Linked DNA regions of Rattus norvegicus: region 1 is linked to region 2. The links are chromatin contacts, called in public HiChIP or PLAC-seq maps. All regions are on one chromosome and are shown on one strand. The core of a region is the stretch at or near the end of the contact, and the rest is flanking DNA. Distances in the headings are between cores, read along the strand shown.

Region 1 (6,001 bases), core at 1,973-4,472, 170 kb after region 2:
TCTTACTGCAATTGCAAAATGAGAGATTACCAGCAGATTTTATCATTAGAACGAGATAATTTAAAATATTTTTATTGTGACTATATTGGATGGCTTTTTTTAGCATTTTTTTTCCTTTACTAAAAGGACTCCCCTTAGTTTTCATTTTGGCTCAGTTTTGGCAGAGGTTGGGGAGTACTGAGGATCAAATACAAATTACTTTAATCTGAACCTTTCTAAGTTAATTTTTTTTTCTTTTTTTCTTTTTTTTTTTCTCGGAGCTAGGGACCGAACCCAGGGCCTTTCGCTTGCTAGGCAAGCGCTCTACCACTGAGCTAAACCCTCACCCCTCTAAGTTAATTTTTAAAAGAAGTTAAAAGATTGTAAATACAACGTTTACCTGAGATGATGAGTCAAACATACTTAAAAGTCAAACAGTTCAGGCCTGATGTGGAAAGAGACCAGTTTCAAGTATTTGCATAAAAAAGACTTAAAAAACGATAGCTACATTTATGAGCCAGGTGTAGTGGCACATGCTTCTTTTTTTTTTTTTGGAGCTGGGGACCGAACCCAGGGCCTTGCGCTTCCTAGGTAAGCGCTCTACCACTGAGCTAAATCCCCAGCCCCGTGGCACATGCTTCTAATTCCAGCACTAGGGGGAGAGGCAGAGCTGTATGAGGGGGGCCAGCCTGGTCTACATAGTATGTTCCAGGCAGCCAAGAAGACATACCTTGTCTCAAAAAAAAAAAAAAAAAAATCTGGAGCATACTTGTAACCCTAGCAACTAAGAGGCTGAAGCAGGAATATCACAAGTTCAACACAACATAGATAGCCTTCAAAAAGCTAAAAACATTGAATAAATTTTTTTTTCAACAAAACTTTTTTTTTTTTAATGTCTTAACAGAAACGTGTCCCTAACTTGATGGGATTAAAGAAAGTAACAGGTGAAATGAAGCTTTTACAGCAATGAAGATAAAGCATGGTTATTACCTGACTTTAAAAGCAAGAAGAAAACAGATGCCAGAGGAGACAGGAGACCGTTTATGATGCGGGCTGGGGAGGTGGTTCAGTGGTTAAGCACTTGTTCCCAAAATCATGAGGACCAGGGTTTAGCTCCCTAAAATCCACGTACATGTTGTGTAATTTCAGCCTTGGAAGGCAGAGAGGAGAACCCTGGAGAAAGCTGGCTAGCAAGAGTAGCCAATGGGCAAGGTCTAGATTTGACTGAGAGACCCTGCCTCAGTGAGTTAGGTGCAAAGTGCTGGAAGATGATTCTCGATGTTAATCTCCAGTCTCCACATGTGTGTATGCCCACCCCTACACACATGCTCCCACACATGCAAACATGCATATACACAGATGCACACTATACACAAGTAAATGGAAGGAAAAAGTTCACGATGTGAATCACTAATCTTAACAGGTTGAAATAAAGAATTAGTAATATTAGAAAATAAGCTGCTGATACAGTGTTAAGCTGATTTTAAATTGGGGGATTCCACTTTGCTACTCATAATTCTGGACGCAGTAACTGCTCTATACTAAATTTTCTCTACTTCAAATACATTTATTGTATGGGAGAACGTTCCTAGTAATAACAGAAATCCCAGCATGCATTACCTTGTCCTGAAGGATTTGCTGCCATCTTCCTATTCTGTGTCAATTATATTCAGTGGCCACTGATCAGGACTTTACAATCATCTGTAAAAAAATTTATGTGCACACATAAAATGCGCTGGCCTTAATTACAGTCTCAAAACCGTGAAGAACAGCTAGGCTGAGTTGGGTTTCTTAGTCTCTTCAGAAAGATAAACGTAAGCACAGGCTTAAATCAGAAACTTAGCTCTGCAAGTTCCTCATGCACTTCATTAAATGACATTTTTTTTAGTCTTGAAGTTGTTAATACCAACATTTAGCATTATTTTTAATTTACATCAAGATGTATTTACCAAATAGATCAACCTCTTGAAAGTATCCACATAATCAGTGCTAAGAAGAAAAATAAAATTCTATAAAAATCACTCTCAGGTCATCTACTGTGCTGGTGAAAGAAAGGAAGAAAGGAAGGAAGGAAGGAAGGAAGGAAAGAAAGAGCGAGCGAGCGAGCCAACCAACCAACCTAACAAGTATCTACACTGCACCATATATTGTGTAAGATGTTTCCCCCAAAAAATGTTTTTAATGAGCATTTTTATATATGTGGAAGCCAACTGTCACACGACTAAGCAAACTTAGACTCCTGGTTTCTCTGTGTGTGTGGTATATGCCCAGTGGTGAGCATGAGTGAGTAAGATAGAAAAAGGCACTGGATGGTCGCCTTGTGCTACCGCTCTCCACCTTGTTCCTTTGAAAACAGGGTCTCTCACTGAGCCTGAAGCTAGGCTGGCTGCCAGCCATCCTCACCGATCCTCCGTCTCTGCCTTCCCTCAGCTCTGGGGTGCAGGAGCTACAGCCACACCTTGTGCTTCCGACATGGATGCCGGAGATTCCAACACAGACCCTAATGCTTGGGCAGTAAGTGCTCTTACCAGCTGGGCCACCTCTCCAACTCCAAGCCTGCTTATCGCTAAGTTTAGAAATTAAGTTTTGTATTAGGCCAGGGCGAAATCACAAGACAAACTCCTCGACCGTTGAGTTTCATTCAAGTAATCACACGGCGTGGAGGAGGAAAACCAATTTAATAAATGCGCTCTTTAAAAATATGCCCGCACACCGCGGTAATTCCAGCACTCGGGAAGAAAAGGCAGAACCGCGAGTACCCGGCCAACGAGGGCTACACTGCCAGACCCTGACTCAAAACAAAACAAAACAAGGCGCGAACAAGGTTGCGGAAGTAGAGAACTATTGTTGAGCGAAGACACGAGCTCTGAGCAGTTGCCAGGTTTAAAGGACTCGCGACTCCTGCGGCTGGAGCACAGCGTGAGCGAAGCCGAGCTAACACTGAAGGCGATCAAGGCCACCCTGAGAAAGGGTCAGGATGTCCCAGGAGTCCCTGCCCGCGGGTGAAGTGGGCGAAACTCAACGGGAAGTGAGAAACCCTCGTACGCTAGTCCGCGCGAGGCCGCTGCCCGGTGGCCGGCGTTAGGGCCACACTTTTTCTGTCCTTTATACTTACCCGGAATGCGAGGAACCTCGAGAAACCTCGCTGTCCAGTCGCCGCTGTGCAGGGGGGCGCGCCCACGCAGAACCCGGCGAGAGTGCAGCAATGCGCCGCGCTACAACATTCCCGCCGGCACCAGCTTCCGCCTCCTGACTGACAGAGCCCCTGGAAGCGGAAGTCCCGCCTATCGACTGGACCCAACGGACGCTACCCAAGGTGATTTGTAGTTTAATCGCTTCTTCGGCGGGAAAGGGTTTCCCTTCCGAAGAATGACAGTCGAAGAGGCTCACGGGAGATGCAGGCCGTACAGTTGGGGGCGGAACCCAACGCTGATTGGCAGGAATGGAGCCGGGTCCCTAGCACCTAAATTGATTTTTTTTTTTTCCTGTCCTTCGAGTTTTCAGGAGACTAGCTGTCTGTCTTCAGAATTTAACCCCGGTGTTAATCCATTTCAGTAGAGCTCAGAGGGAGGTTGAGCACACTTTCAGGTTTTCACAACTTTCCTAGGAATATTTTTGTTGCCTACCGTCTGAATAAATAATTATACACAAGGAGAGCACTAAATAGGTACAAGTTTTCACTACTGTGCACAATCTGAATTTTAAAAATGAAAGTGTCGGCTGAGAGTAGTGGGGCATGCCTTTGATCCCAGCACTCTTGAAGGCAGAGACAGATCTAAGTTTGAGGCCATCCAGGTGTGCATAGTGAGCTCCAGAACAGTAAGGACTACACAGAAAGACCCTGTCTCCAAAGCAAACAAACAAAAAAGGGAAAATCACACCAAGACGCTACTGGAAACTACCTAATGCTGGGTAGCCGCACGCTAAATCTAGATGTTTACCTTAAGAAGTAAACGTGTTTGGCACACGGTGGCGCTAGGGAAGCAGAGGGAAGCATTTCTCTGAATTCAAGGCCAACCTTCTCTACAAAGTGAGATCCGGGACAGCCAGGGCTACCCAGGCAAACTCTATTTTGAAAAAAAAAAAAAAAAAAAAAACTAAAAGAAGTAAACATGTTTTGATGTGTGTTGTGTGTTCTATGGTTATTAACCACTTTCCACAACTTGCACATATGCTCTGTATTAGTATTTGGGATTCTGGAGATGTAGCTAAGTTGGTAGAGAACTTGTCTAGGATACAGGAGGCCCTGAATTTGATACCTCGCACCACATAAAATTGGGTATGGTAGTGTATACTTCTTAATCCAGCCTCAGGAATTTGGTGGGAAGAGGATCACAAGGTACATAGGTACATAGCAAGTTTGAGGCCAGTATTGACTACATAAACCTTATTTCTAAAATAATAAATGTTTGTTACTGTTTCTGATGCACAACGGTAAGTTCAACACCAAGAATTTACTTAGTTCACAGCAAAAAAAAAAAAAAAAAAAAAAGTTGAGTGTTTTCCATGTGCTGGGTGCCTGCTGTCCATCAGCTTGTGTCTGCCTGTGATTTGTATCTGGGAAACAGAGATGTTACTACATTGTATCCAGCCATGAGCTGAGCTAAAGCCCGCAAACTCTGCCAGGTTCTTAACTTCCGAATACTGTCTTTGCTCTAGAACGGCAGTTTTCAATTTGTGTGCAGGGATTACATATAAGGTAGCCTTCATATCAGATATTTACACTGATTCTTAGCAGTAGCAAAGTTGTAGTTAGGAAGCAACAGAGAAAATAATCTTTTTTTTTCTTTTTTTTTTTTCTTCTTTTTTTCAGAGCTGGGGACCGAACCCAAGGCTTTGCGCTTGCTAGGCAAGCACTCTACCGCTGAGCTAAATCCCCAACCCCGAGAAAATAATCTTATGTTTGGGGGTCACCACAGCAAGAGAAACTGTACTAAAGTGTCAAAGCATTAGGGATTCCTCTAGAACCAGCTCTTAGTGATTTTTTTTCCCCCTTGAGACAGGGTTTTGGTACTTAGAGGCTGTCCTTGAACTCACCTTGTAGCCCAGGCGGCAGACTGGAAAACTCCTTCTCACCTTCCTGAGTCCTGGCACTTATAGGCCTGTACCCTCATACCCAGCTCTACTAACTACTTTAATTAAAATATAAAGCATGTTGGCAATAAATACATTTGAGTCTCTTCTGTGATCTTCTGGGAAAATGCAGCCTTATTCAAGCTTAAAAGTCCTAACAAATTCTTTCAGTTAAAAGGTCGAAGTGAGGCTGGGTGTGACTTAAAAAGATAAATGGTTTCTATATTCTTAGGAGAATTTTTTTTTTGTCCTGTTGCCCAAGTAGTCAGTACAGGAAACAGGGCACAGGAAGCTCTTTAATTCCTAAACAGGAAAACAGAAGATTTAATTAGATGAAAGTGTTTACTACCCTAATCATGACCTGGTGAATATATACATCTCACTATTACACTGCATTGCCTACATATGTACAATTAAAACATTACACATTAAAATAATGGACATTCTGAAAGAACATTGTTTAAGGAGTGGAAGAAAATTCTTCCAAAACATTTTGTAGTTTCTTGTCCAGTTCAGTATGTGAGGATTGGGGGAGCATGACCAGCAGGAAGGTAAGTTTCACTCATGACCAATTGTTTGGCCTTTTGTTTTGTGAATAGCAGTCCTTGAAAACAGTTCGTCTTCTCCCTGCAGTGCTGGAACTTCTATAGGCCAGCCAGGGTTACATAGGGAGACCCCGTCTCAAAAACAAGGGGAAGGAGGTGTTGAAATAATTTTGTATAAGCGAAAGGAGCCTGAACTGTCGTCGAACCACTTAGGAAACTGTGAATACACTGTCTTTCCTTTCTCTTTTTCTGTGTTGCCCAGGCTAGTCTCAAGCATGTGGGCTCAAGTTCTACTGCCTCAGCTTCCAGAGCAGCTGGGCCTAGGATGTATAAAGCGTTGGTTACATTTATTTATCTGTTTTAGTTGTGTGTGTATGAGTGTTTTGCCTGCCTGCATGTATGTG
Region 2 (6,179 bases), core at 3,672-6,171:
GTGGGCCAAGTTCTCAGGTCTTTTTTTTTTTTTTTCTTTTAAGATGGAGGCTAGTCACAGATGAAGTAGGTGTGGCCTCTCAGTTCCTGCCCCTGGGACAGGGCCAGCAGTCATGGGCCTCCACAAGTGCTGATGGCTGTTGTGGGCATAAGGCTTGTTTGTATAATAATGTACATGTTTTCATGATCCTCTGAGGAATGTCCTCCCTGTTAACATTAATAACTCCATGGTAATCAGAGACAGAGTAAGTCCAGGAGGCAAAGGTGTGGCTAAATTCATAGCAAAATGGTAAACACCTGGAACCTTTAGGACAGCCTCTACGGCTGTGGAAAAGAACCCTAAAAACATGAGTTGGAAAATATATAATTTCTCAACTGTGCTAAACTATAAGGATGCAATATGAATTCTATAAGGAGCTTCACAGATGTAAAGGAACAGAGGCAGCTGTGCTATGGGCCACCGTGTCAGGAAGATGCGAAGGGATGAGATGAAGAGAGTTAGGGAGTGGTGATGGAAAGGTGAGACCCCACCCACTAAATTTTTTTGTTGGTGTTGATGATTACAAATGCAGGCAGATTCGGGGGTTCTGGATCAGCCTGGGACAGAGCTAATTTAGTCCAGGTGTGAATGGTAATCTAAGGATAAGCTCCCACCAGCTAAATTTACAAAAGCCGGTGATCTCTGAATTCTTTTGCAATGTTAAAAAAGGAAAAAAAAATGTACTTGTCCTTTTCCTAAGAGTCAAGGGACTAAAGTCACAGAATGCAGATTCACCGGATGGTCAAGAGGGAACCTGGGATAAATGAATTGATATGTAAATAAAATCTGGGATTTTGGTCTGCAGGAGGTGAGCTAACAAAGCAATAACAGTTCTTTTTTTTTTTTAGAATGTTTTCTCTAGTGTGAGCTGAGCTATCTGGAGATCTCTGGAGAACAAATACAGTTCAAGACTTCTTTCTAACAGGATTTCTGATTTTCGTTGGAAAATCCATGGAGATTGAGTACAGCTCTTTTAGAATTTTTGTAGCTCTTTTAGAGTTTTTTTCCCTAACAATTTTGGTCAGAAATCCTAAGAATTGGGGCTGGGGATTTAGCTCAGTGGTAGAGCGCTTACCTAGGAAGCGCAAGGCCCTGGGTTTGGTCCCCAGCTCCGAAAAAAAGAACCAAAAAAAAAAAAAAAAAAAAAAAAAAAAAAAAAAAAAAAGAAATCCTAAGAATTACTTAGAGAGCCGCCAAGCATTTAGAATGTTTTCTAGCAGCTAGCCAGAGAAGGCTGTCTGAAGAGTGACTACAGCTCTTTAAGAATTTTTCTGGCTTTATGATTTTGATCAGAAAACCCAAGAGTTACTTTTAGAATTTTTCTAGGCCTGGAGAGATGGCTCAGCGGTTAAGAGCACCCAACTGCTCTTCCAGAGGTCCTGAGTTCAATTCCCAGCAACCACATGGTGGCTCACAACCATCTGTAAAGAGATCCGATGCCCTTTTCTGGTGTGTCTGAAGACAGCTACAGTATACTTATATATAATAAATGAATAAATAAATCTAAAAAAAAAAGAATTTTTCTAACAGGATTTTTGACTTGGTTAGAAGATCCAAGATTTTTTTTTTATAGTAGTGTTTTTGACTTTGGTCAGAAAACCCATTGAGCTACCCCAGAGAGCTTCTAGAATTATTTACTAGCAAAGAGAAAGCAGAAAGCTAGCTGTCTCAACCAGAGAGTTTTCTTTGAATAGCAAGAAAAAGCTGTTTAGAGCTGAGCACAACATCTATATTGAGGGAAAGCATACTGGAAAGCCATTTTAGCTGGACACAGGCCGCCATCTTGGCCCCACAATTTGAATTTGAGTTGTTTGTTTTCACTGCTTCCAGATTACCTCCCCCCACCCCCAAATCGGACCTAGTCCTCTGCACACTTTTGTTTTGATTTTTGTTTTTTTGAGACAGGTGTGTGTGTGTGTAGCCTTGGCTGTCCTGGAACTCACTCTGTAGACCAGGCTGTCTCTGCCTCCCCAGTGCTGGAATTACAGGTGTGCAGCATTTGTAATAGGTTTATTTCACTCAGAACACTGTCTTCCAGGTTCACACTGGATGTGGAACAAGACTAACAGATGGATAATATTTGCATTTTCATTATTCCTTATCTCTCAGTGGAAATCTAGGCTGCTTCACATCTTGGGACACTGACACCGACACCTCTTTAAGACTCTGTCTTTCGGACACATACCTGGAGGTGAGATCACTAGTTCCTATACTCTAACTTTTTGTCTTTTGAGGATCTGCCATTTTGTTTTATGTACTGGCTGTACCTTCTTCTATCAGCAACACGTAAGGGTTCTGATTTCTCCACAGGAGCACATTTTAGGAAGATGCAGCAGTTAACTGTGTGAGGCCTTCTGCCTTACTTCGTGTACATTTCACTGAGTCACAGCATTTACATAAATGCTTTTATTTAGCTGGCACCAGAGCGTTGACAATGTACAGATTTAAGATCGTCATCAGCCTGTGGGGTGGGGGAGGTGGTTCAGCTGTGGGGAGGACTCAGCTTTGATCCCAGCACCTACATGGCGGCTCACAAAGGTCTCTAACTCCAGGTCCAATGCCTTTTCTGACCTCAGTGGGCCATCCTGCATAGGGTACACAGACAAACACAGGCAAAATACATGTAAAATAAACTACATTAAGAAAATATGTCGGGTTGGAGAGAGGGCTCAGAGGTTAAGGGCACTGACTGCTCGTTCAAAGGGCTGAGTTCAATCTCCAGCAACCACATGGTGGCTCAGAACCATCTGTAAAGAGATCCGATGCCCTCTTCTGGTGTGTCTGAAGACAGCTACAGTGTACTCATATAAATAAAAGGAAATAAATCCTTAAAAAAATAACGATAATTGCTGCTTTAAAAAAGGAATGTCAGCCTTAAACTCTTCAGGATTGTGAGGGCTGGTGGAGGCTGCGGTGCAGGAAAGAACTGACTAATGGGCAATTGAAGTTATCTGATGTCCGGATGACCCTGGATCCTTCATTTACAATCTCCTACATTCTCATCTCTCACCTACCCCAGCGGTAGGAATGGCTGAGATTTCCTGTCATAGGAGGAGTGAGCCCAACATGTGGATAGCACCTAAGGCTGACCAGGTTATTTCTAAATAACTTCCTGCCATTATAAATGTCTCAGAAAGGACTCAGGGCTGTGAGGAGAAAAGGGAGTCTGGAGCCAGACTGCTTTGGATGAATCTGAGCTCTAATAACAATCTATGTACTCAAGATTTTTTAGTTTCTCTAAGCCTCGGTTTCTGAAAACTAACACTATAATCATCTTATAAACTGCAATATCACTTCTCAGTATGTACCTGAAAACACAGGGCTGGAGAGATGGCTCAGTGGTTAGGATCACTAGTTGCCCTTCAGGAGGACCGGGTTTTGATTTCCAACCCCCACAAGGGAGCTCCCATTTGACACCCTCTACTGGCCTGGGAGGGCACCAAGGGCATCCCTGGTACAGAGATACTCATGCAGGCAAAACACCCACACACATAAAAACAATTAAAACTTGTAGCTAATTTTCCATAGAAGAGCAATGTTACTAGCACCAGCTTTGTGGCGTTCTTAGGATTACCTGAATTAACAACCCACTAAGTCTTGACACAAACGTAGCAGGTAGGTGCTATGAAAAGGTTTTTAAACGTACAGCCTTGCCTCAGTAGTGACATGTGTTAAGTAGCCTTCAGGCCCTTGTGTACCAGAGCATCCGTCTGAGAGTTTTAGCTGTTACAACGGCCCCACTCCCTAGGTGGGATGAGTGTGTAGATTCGAAACTTCAGCCCTGAGTCTATTCTTGAGCCAAATAAGAAAGGTGGTCCAGCAACATGGATTCATATTGCCCTGAGAGTCGTGCTCCACTGTGGAAGTAGTTACATTAGCTTTTTAAAAATTAGTTACAGAAGAAAGTCCCTAAAATCAAGGCATTTATCAAATGCAGGGACTGCAGGTCAGTGGATTACAGCAAAGTGGGCCACAGGTTTCAGGTACTGATGAGACTTGTAGCTTTCGACTCAGTGGAAGCCAGTAGTCAGCTGACAATACATTTCTTCTTATTATTAATGGTGGTTTTGCCTGCGTGTATGTCTGTGCACCACTGTCTCAGTACTGTAGGGACTGAGCTCCAGACTGTTGTAAACTACTGCTGGGAATCAAACTTGGGTATTCTGGAAGAGCAGCCAGTGCTCTTAACCACTGAGCTGTCCCTCCAGCCACTGCTAAAAAGACATAGTAAAGGTTTTCCTAAGGCATGAGGGTATTAAGTTTGATGGGTAGGCAATACATGCCTCCCAAAGGAACTAAAAATGCCCAAGCTAATTTAGCTCTGGTCTGCAACATTTTAACTCTTCACAGTCATGAAGTTAAATTATTAAGCCTTGTAGAATCTTTAACACCCTGCAGCATTCTTTTTTTTTCCCCGAGAATTCCAGTTTATTTCGGGTGTGTAGGTATGATGCGGTGGGGCATTAGGATACTATGGAGTAAGTACATTGTGGGTCCCAGGCCACCTGGCACAGCTCTGGCTGAGGTGTCTGTCACACACCTCTAAAGCGATCAGGCTATGCTTACTTCAAGTGTTTAGGAAGTGCTTGGAGACCGGGACAGCCCACATGCGTGGAAAGTGGCAGAGACCGTGGGTTCTGTACCTGTCGGAGCGGCGGGGGCTGAACTCCGCCGGCTCCGGGCTGCGCGCATCGGTGGCAAGAGCTTGGCCCGCGCCCTGGTAGGGTAGCGAGCGCCGCGGGTCGAGTGCCTTCCGCGGGCGTCGCTACACACTTCCTGTAGGTCCCGCCGCCTGCGGAGCGCTTCCGGTGCCGGCTGAAGCCGGGGTCCGAGCCCCCGCCCCGCCCCTCTCCGGCCCCGCCCCGCGCGGCCCCGCCCCCGCGCTCCAAGCCGGGCGCGCGGAGCCCGGGGCGCACGGAGCGGCGCGCGCCGGTGGCCGAGCCAGGCTGGCGCCCGCGCCCCCACCGCACCACCGCCGTCACCCGCCGCGCAGCCCGCGGGGCACCCTTCCCGCTTCACCGACTCCGGCCCCGGGGCCTCCGGCCGTGGTGCTGCCGTCCTCCGTCCCGCCGTCCCTCCCCGTCCAGCTCGGGCCGCCGGGCTCTCGCAGGCCCCACCGCCCGCGTTCCTATGGACAGACGCACAGACACCTGCAGGTGGGTGAGAGCCCGCTCAGGGCTGGGGAGCAGGCGAGCGCGGGGCCTTTGTGTGTGGGCGGCCGCGCCGTGACCCTCAGAACCTTCCTTTTGTCTGCTCCGGGCTGGCGAGGCGGGAGGGCGCTAGGGGCGGAGGGGTCTGCGGGCGCAGAGACCGGCGCGCACGGGTTCGCGGCCCGCGGCGTCTTGGCGGGGACTGTCGGTGCGCCGGCGTCCCGGAGCCGGGCAGGAGGGCGGGACGGAGGAGGAACGGTCTGTCCAGCTAGTTGCAGACCGGTAAGGCGCCTCGGGGCTCTGCCGGACTAGCTTGGTTGTCGGGAGTTACCGGGAGGTGCGTGTGGGGCGTGTAAAGGAACGTGCGGCGCTTTGCTCCCTTATTTATTGTTTCTAACGGAGGAGGGTTCTCTCCCAAACGCTCCCCCGAGTCTGAGGCTGCGCACAGTGATTTGTGTTTTTATCAAATAGATCAAGATATCTAGTGTCCTGGAGAGAGGAGGTTGAGCTGACCAGCAACACGTCAGATCAAACAAACAAACAAACAAACAGACAAACAAACAAAAATATGTGGTTTATGTGGTTTTCTTACAGCTGTCTTTAATTAAAAAATGTAAAGGTCAGGTAATGACTTAAATGGAGAAAATCGAACATGGTTGATTTAAAAAAACCACTTGTATTTATTTTTGTTTTGAAGTTTTGGAGTAAAGTTTTTTTCTCGTGGTCGTTAGGATTATCACTGATAGAGTAGTCTACCAATTAAACAATTAATCGGAGTGCCCTGTAGTGACAGCTTTTACGGTAGGGCTTGCATCAGAGAGTAAAACACAATGATAGTCTTTCCATGCGGGCTAAAACCTTTGTTTTCCGTTTTAAGAGAGATTTTTTTTTCTTTCATAGCATGTGAAGAAAACGTGATGTTAGAAGTGATTTTCCCACCGGTATTTCCTTATTTTACATGAAGCAACTATGTATTCCGTGCATACAAAC

What was found. HiChIP or PLAC-seq counts read pairs in DNA pulled down with a chosen protein or histone mark.
Region 1: an H3K27ac HiChIP or PLAC-seq map of oligodendrocytes shows a contact between it and region 2, with 6 times the contacts expected there. The contact joins the promoter of Inip here to the promoter of Kiaa1958 in region 2. A contact is called at or near these places in 5 of 12 Hi-C or Micro-C datasets (the A7r5 cell line, frontal cortex, hepatocytes and 2 more) and 1 of 1 datasets of contacts at active chromatin or transcription factors (oligodendrocytes).

What each region holds. Positions count from the first base shown.
Region 1 is chr5:79,454,330-79,460,330 of GRCr8, forward strand. Inip (INTS3 and NABP interacting protein) reads right to left here and starts at 3,223. Exons shown (of 5, transcript NM_001305282.2): 1 at 3,095-3,223; 2 at 1,600-1,680. The coding sequence starts at 1,624.
Region 2 is chr5:79,281,787-79,287,965 of GRCr8, forward strand. It overlaps Kiaa1958 (KIAA1958 homolog), which reads left to right and starts at 4,922. Exons shown (of 4, transcript NM_001419541.1): 1 at 4,922-5,195. LOC134486941 (a long non-coding RNA gene) reads right to left here and starts at 4,841. Exons shown (of 2, transcript XR_010066534.1): 1 at 4,683-4,841; 2 at 2,431-2,624. LOC120103243 (U7 small nuclear RNA) reads left to right here and starts at 1,283; the gene lies at 1,283-1,341.